Regions from separate parts of the Mus musculus genome. Here region 2 is linked to region 1. The links are chromatin contacts, called in public Hi-C maps. All regions are on one chromosome and are shown on one strand. The core of a region is the stretch at or near the end of the contact, and the rest is flanking DNA. Distances in the headings are between cores, read along the strand shown.

What was found. A called contact is a pair of places that touch in the nucleus more often than the background predicts.
Region 2: a Hi-C map of uterus shows a contact between it and region 1, with 3 times the contacts expected there. The contact joins two enhancer-like sites. A contact is called at or near these places in 3 of 484 Hi-C or Micro-C datasets (all in uterus), 2 of 115 datasets of contacts at active chromatin or transcription factors (astrocytes and embryonic stem cells) and 1 of 9 other capture datasets (embryonic stem cells).

The regions. Positions count from the first base shown.
Region 1 is chr9:30,591,194-30,594,444 of GRCm38.p6, forward strand. No RefSeq gene overlaps it. Among named protein-coding and RNA genes, the nearest start is that of Snx19, 170 kb to the left of the region's middle. Within about 2 kb of position 1,553, at least 15 of the 459 cell types and tissues checked have an H3K27ac peak or open chromatin away from gene starts, as enhancers often do. A contact at or near this core is called in uterus, where this site is marked.
Region 2 is chr9:30,842,808-30,846,058 of GRCm38.p6, forward strand. No RefSeq gene overlaps it. Among named protein-coding and RNA genes, the nearest start is that of Gm31140, 35 kb to the right of the region's middle. Within about 2 kb of position 1,529, at least 22 of the 459 cell types and tissues checked have an H3K27ac peak or open chromatin away from gene starts, as enhancers often do. A contact at or near this core is called in uterus, where this site is marked.

The sequences.
Region 1 (3,251 bases), core at 303-2,802:
TGATACCTGGGCAGGAGCACAGCTGTCCACCTGGAGGTGGTGATCCACAGGTAAGATTGGTCCTCGCCATGGGGGCCTGGGCAGCTGAGCAAACACCGCAACCTATCCCCAGAGCTCAGAAAGCAGGGAAAGAGGAAATGGATGAAGTCATGCTGGCAAGATTTGTGTCACTCTCCAGTAATTAGGACCCTTGCCCAACCACCTCCCAGCCTTGCACACCCACAGGTGTGTTGTCCTTCCCCAGCTGGCATAACAAGGCCATGCCAGGTCTGATGCCGAGACAGCCCCGAGCCATCCAAGACTAATATAGCCAGGCCGTGGAAGCCAAGCCAGAAAGAAGAGGGCAGGGTCTTCTCAGTCAAGTGAAAATAAATTGCAAGATGACATTGTGTATGTTGTTGCCATGGAGAGGAAAGATCTCTGATCTCAGGGCTCTTCAGTGAGTCTGTTCCTGCAGAGCCAGGTGGTCCTGGAGTAAGGGGCTGGTAATTACCACAGTGCTGGGACAACCAGGAGACCAGCTGAGGTTCCTGATTGTCAAGGGACTTCAGAGAGACACGTCGTCTGATACTTTTGCACCTCTTTATTCAAATTTTTCATTGATTATCTTCATGAGCTAGATGGAACTATTTACTAACTCTATTTATAAATGAGAAGAATTCCTCAAAATGTGCGTGTTAAACCTCTATCCCCAGCGTGTGTGTGTGTGTGTGTGTGTGTGTGTGTGTGTGTCTGTGTGTGTGTGTCTCTGTGTGTGTGTGTATCTGTGTATCTGTGTGTCTGTGTGCCTGTGTGTCTGTGTGTCTGTGTGTCTGTGTGTCTGTGTGTCTGTGACTCTGTGTCTGTGTCTGTGTCTGTGTGTCTGTGTCTGTGTCTGTGTCTGTGTCTGTGTCTGTGTCTGTGTCTGTGTCTGTGTCTGTGTCTGTGTCTGTGTCTGTGTCTGTGTCTGTGTCTGTGTCTGTGTCTGTGTCTGTGTGTTAAGCCAATCTTTGGTATCATTCTTCAGGCACTCTATGGCATGTTTGCTAAGACCAGCTCTCTCACTGGCCTGGGCTCACTGATTCAGCTAGGCTGGCTTCCTGATCAATGAGTGCCAAAGATCCAACTGTCTCTATCTTCACAGCACAGGATTACAGCTCACACCATCAGGCTCAGATATCTTACATGGGTTCTGGGAACCAAACTCCAGTCTTCTGCTTGCACAGCAAGCAATTTACTGACTGAACTATCTCCCCTGCCTCGGAAGAAGACACTGGTTTATTCATTCTATTGTTATTTCAACTCTGTGGACTTGTGCTAGGGGGAGGGAGAGGGGAGGACAGCAATATTTGGAGGGGTCAGCCTTGCTTCCTTTTTCCTTCCCATTTTCTCTTTTATCACCCATTTGCATGACTCTACTGCCTGAACTCCCCCAAAGTCTCATCTAGGATTGGGAGTGCATGAGGCAGGCCAACCAGAACCCCAAACATGTGTTCTTGCACACATGCACTATGCTGAGTCAGAGCTCCCCATTCAGATCTTTCTGGATGGTCCAATGGCTTCCTGCTAATCACTCATGCGCCTGGTGCATGGTGACTTTTTTGGCAAGGAAAAAATTGTTGTCAGAAGACCAGACTCTAACAATTTAATTTCGACATCTTAATTGACTTTATTTTCAATTCTAGAATTGGGCAATACTTTATTCCATAAAATAGGGTAAGTGTTCTGCTGAGCTAAGCACAAAAGTTTGGGTTTCTAGACAGAAGAACTCAGAAGTTAAAAACAAGCAAAGTTGCCTAGCAGGGAGCCAGAACAATAGGAAAAGAAATGAATTGTTAACCGGGTTGTTATTCTCAAAGTTACCTTTGAAAGAGAGGACTAAGGCAGAGACTTCATATGATTTCAATTAAAACTAGCCTGTTTAAGAAATGGAGCTGTCTTCGTTCTTTCTTTCTTTTTTTTTTTGAAAGTCAAATCAATAGTTAGTTCCAGATTATTTGCCTGGAAATGTAGCATGAGGGACTCGATTTTGATTTTGAGTCCAGTATGCTGAGGTCCAGATCAGAAACCTACTCTGAAACAACCTCCCAGAATTTGTATTCAGTACTGTGTTTGTGTGTGTGTGTGTGTGTGTGGGGGGGGTTGCTTGCTTTAATTTTAATTTTAATTTTTTATGCCTTTGTAGATCCTTAATAGGATGTTGCAAGCTTTTCAGCAGTGCAGACATACAAGCTACTAGCATTCCGGGAATATCCTTTGTATATTTTAGAGTGCTGATATACACAGTAACATCTCTATCTCCCTTGGATCACAGCTCTGCTCTATGCTCCTTGCTGCTGCTGCTGTATCTCAAGAAGCAGGCTGGGGGCAGCAGAGATGGCTCAGTAGCTAAGGGCACAGACTATTCTTACAGAGGACCCATTGGATTCCCAGCACCCATGACCAGCAGCTACACAACCAACTCCACCCACAGGGTACCTGGTGCCCTCTCCTGGCTTCTGTTGGCACTGGTACTCACATGCCCATACTCACATACAAACAGACAGAAATAAAAAATTAAAAAGATAGAAATTAAATCTTTTTTAAAAAGTCATTGCTCTCTCCTTCCATCCCCCACCCCCACCCTCCCCGACAGCCCTCCTATTGCCATCCCCATCCTTCATCAAGCCAGTCCCCTCCTTGCATCCAGCTACCCAAAAGCCTAATCTATTTCCCCTTCTCAGTGAGATGTGAGTGTGATCCCTCAGGCCCTCCTTGTTACTTAGCTTCTTTGGGTTTGTGGTTTGTTGCATGGTTATTCTGTACTTTATGACTAATATCCACTTTTAAGTGAGTACATACCATGTTTGTCTTTCTGGGTCTGGGTTACCTCACTCAGGATGATCTTTTCTAGTTCCATCCATTTGCCTGCAAATTTCATGATGTACAGACAACTGGATTGGTGGTGGGGTCAGGGGGTATCTCCGGGATGAGCAGGACAATGGACACTTCCAGGAATCTATGAGCATGCTTATGAGGATGCTAGGACTCCTAGCAATGGAGGATATGGGGCCTGAACAGGCCATCTCCTGTAACCAAGTAAGACTTCCAATGGAGGAATTGAGACATCAGCCCAGCCACAAAACCTTAGACTCGAAATTTGTCCTGTCTGTGGGTTGTGCAGGGTAGGGGGTGGAGCAGAACTTGATGGAAGGGCCAACTAGTAACTGAACCAGCATGAGATCCATGTCATGAGAGGAAGCCTGCCCTCGACACTGTTGATGATATTCTGC
Region 2 (3,251 bases), core at 279-2,778, 250 kb after region 1:
AGGCAAAAGGTGGCCACTTTTGAGTAGCAAAATCTCTAGGATAGCCAAGCTGGCAAGTCAAGGGATGTGTGAGCAATTGCCACTGGAGCTGCTCAGCATTCAAGTGTTTAAGTGGAGGGAGAAACCCCAGATATGCTGAATGCTAGGAGTCTCAAGTCAGAAACAAATGGTGCACACAGTTTCTCTTCCCTTCCTCCTTGGCAGCTCCAGGAAGGTGTGTGTGGTCTGAGCATGGACAACCAGTGGCTTCCACATAGCATTTCAGCCCTAAGCAGAAGCACTAAGGCTCAGACAGGAGGTGGTTGTAACATTTACAGAACCAGTTGCAAGCCAGCCATTCTGCAAAGCTGAGCATGGAATGAGGAGGGAGGGGGTTCAGCCAAGCTCTTCGAGCCTTTGTCTGTAGATTTGGGGGAGACGTAGAGATGCTCCAAGTGCCTGCATTTATAAGAGATGCTTAGCAAGCTGGGTGAATGGTCAAGTTGGCTGGGAAAGAGGAAGCTTCAGAGGAAAGAGCAGGAAAGGGCCAGGCAAGCTGAGTGTGGTTTCCCTGCAAGAAGAGACTTGAGGTCAGGCTAGGGAAGAAATGAGAAGTTTGGGGGGGGGCTTGAATTGTCCTGGGAATCATCACAAAATCCCAAGAGCTGTTGGGCTTGCTATTCTCATTCTACCAAAGGGAAGACCAAGACCAAATATGTTAAAGAGCTCATCTAAGGACCTGCCAAAGACAGGTAGTGTTCCCAAACCCAGGTCTGTTCCATTGCTGAGCCTGGATCCTTCCCCACCCCAAAATGGTAAACTTCTGTTTTGTAGAACTGTCCTCTAGGTCCTCCCAACAGCACAAATCTCTGGGACTATATACAAAAGCTTGCCCCTGCTAAAAAAAAAAAAAAAAAAAAAAACATGGGACAGATGCAATAAACAAAATCTAGACTCAGGGAAAACGCAGCTTGCAGTTCCTGAAGGGACTTCTATCACCTAGTCTAACCTGCACAGTTAGGAATCCTGAGGCAGAAAAAGAACTCACATGTAACAGTCCAAAATCCAGGAGGAAGGACTCAATTAACTCTATGGTGGGTTACAATCTTGGTACTCTTCGAAAAGTACAACATTTAGACAATGTCACTGTGGATGGGCTAAGAGTCTTGGCCTCAATATACAGCCAGATATGGTCTGGCCCCAGATGTTGGTCTCTTTTAAACACATCAACAGCTTTCAAAAAGGACAGCATGTCTCAACTAAGCCTAACACAACCCATCTACGACTTGCTGGCCTGTTTATTTGTTCTGCGCATCTGTTTGGCTACAGAAAGATGGCTAGACCTGGGAGAACAGCATTCCTTGCCTGCAAGCCTTCTCATCAGCTGGACAGATGGGCCAGTTAGCAGGGCTCACAGGAGGAGGGATGTTAAACAAGACCCAGATAGCAGCTGACCCAGGCCATCGGACTCCACGTGCCGAGGTTGAGCAACAGCGCAGACAGCTCCTCCACCTCCGTCTCACCATGCCTGTGCTGACCCTGCTGGCAAGGAGCTGATGGCTGGGGTGGTATCACTGCTGGGAAATAGACTGGTTCCAACCCCCCTCCCTCTCCCTGGTGGACTGACTCCCTCCCTCCCTCCCTCCCGGTGCTGGCTACATCTGCACTGCTGTCATCATGAGGAGAGACTGGAGCCTGGAATACAGTCAGCTGATAGGAGCCGTGCACATGTTTGGGACCTTGACCCTGCCTTCCTTGGTGTGAGATGAGAGAGCTTGGGCTGCACTGACCTGCTCTTGACTGGCCAAAAATGAGGTGCCTTCTCTCTCTCACACTCTTGCCACGGACAGTTCTGAAGCCTCCTTCGGAACACCTGCATCCCAGCACACCCACACACAGATGCAGTCCAACCTGGGAGCTCTAGTCTTTGCAACCTGATTCCTCCTCTGGGAAGGCTCTCTTGGATCCCAGGAGCAAAGTTAAATGCCCTTATCGCTAATCTCCTCTGGTACCTTGGATTCACCTCTATGGATAGATTTAGTAAGAGAAAACCATTAAGGAAGCCTGCCTGAGTTCCAGTCATACCACTTGCTTGCAGGAGTTCCTGCAAGGAATATTTAATCTGGTAAGGGAGAGTGGCAAAGTGCTTCAAGTTCACCCACAGTACAAAGTGCTTGCAGGCGAGAGTCATGCACTACAATTAAGGTCTCATTCCATGGCAAACAACATGTGCAGTGGTGATCCTAGAAGTCTGCACAAGCTTCTCCATTGCCTAGTAACATTGTAGCCATTGTGATCTCATATGGAAACCAATTACTCACATATATGTGGTGATGTTAGTGTAAACAAACCAACGGTATTGCTAGTGTGTAGGTCCCGGAGAATACAGTTCTATCGCTTGTTTGTTTGTGTGTAGATTGTGCTTTCAACTGTTGCTTTAGGGTGTACTCCATTTTGTAAAAACTAATTTAAGTTTACTGAAAACAGAGTATAGCATGACAACAGCAGCCTCATACGTCTCGTGTTTGTTGTGTCTTTTGATGGCCTTGAGGCCTCGTGGAGTAATGAGTCTATATCTCTTAGGCATTTGTGGTACTCAGATCACAGCACAATTGCTTAACGATGTACTTCTCAGAGTCCATCCCAGTTAATAATGTATGAGTTGGTCTGTGTAGGGAAATAGCCATTTTTATATCTAGGTGATAGATCAATAGGTAGACCTAGATCTGTCTTTGTGAAAATCCCAGTAACAACACACACACACACACACACACACACACACACACACACACCTCTCCAAATATATCAACCTTGCATGCATATTTACAATTGACATTCTCAAGCATTAGTTATCACATCACCATCTGTTTATTTATATGCATTCTCCGTCGGGCTATGACTATTTTACATATCCCTTAAGTCAAGGCCTAGAACTCAGTGAGTGCTCAAAACTAAAACAAATACCAAACTGCTGTGCTGCCCCGTCCAGCATGGATACTATCAACTGAGGCAGAAAAGCCCAACTCACCCCCCCACTCCTCCCCAGTCTTTTGAATTTCCCAGAAGAATCTCAAATGGAACGTTCCAGGAGAGGCCTGGCTTTAATTTTAATAGATGAAGAGAGCCAAGTGCTCGGGAAATGCTTTATCCTGGCTTTCAAATCCTTTTCTCCTTATTCCCCAAAGACTCGGGCATCCACCTCCCTCTCTAGCCCCTCCCGTCTACACCCCTGCTGGCCTGGGCCCCGCCCCAGGCAGCCCTTTTTCCCATGC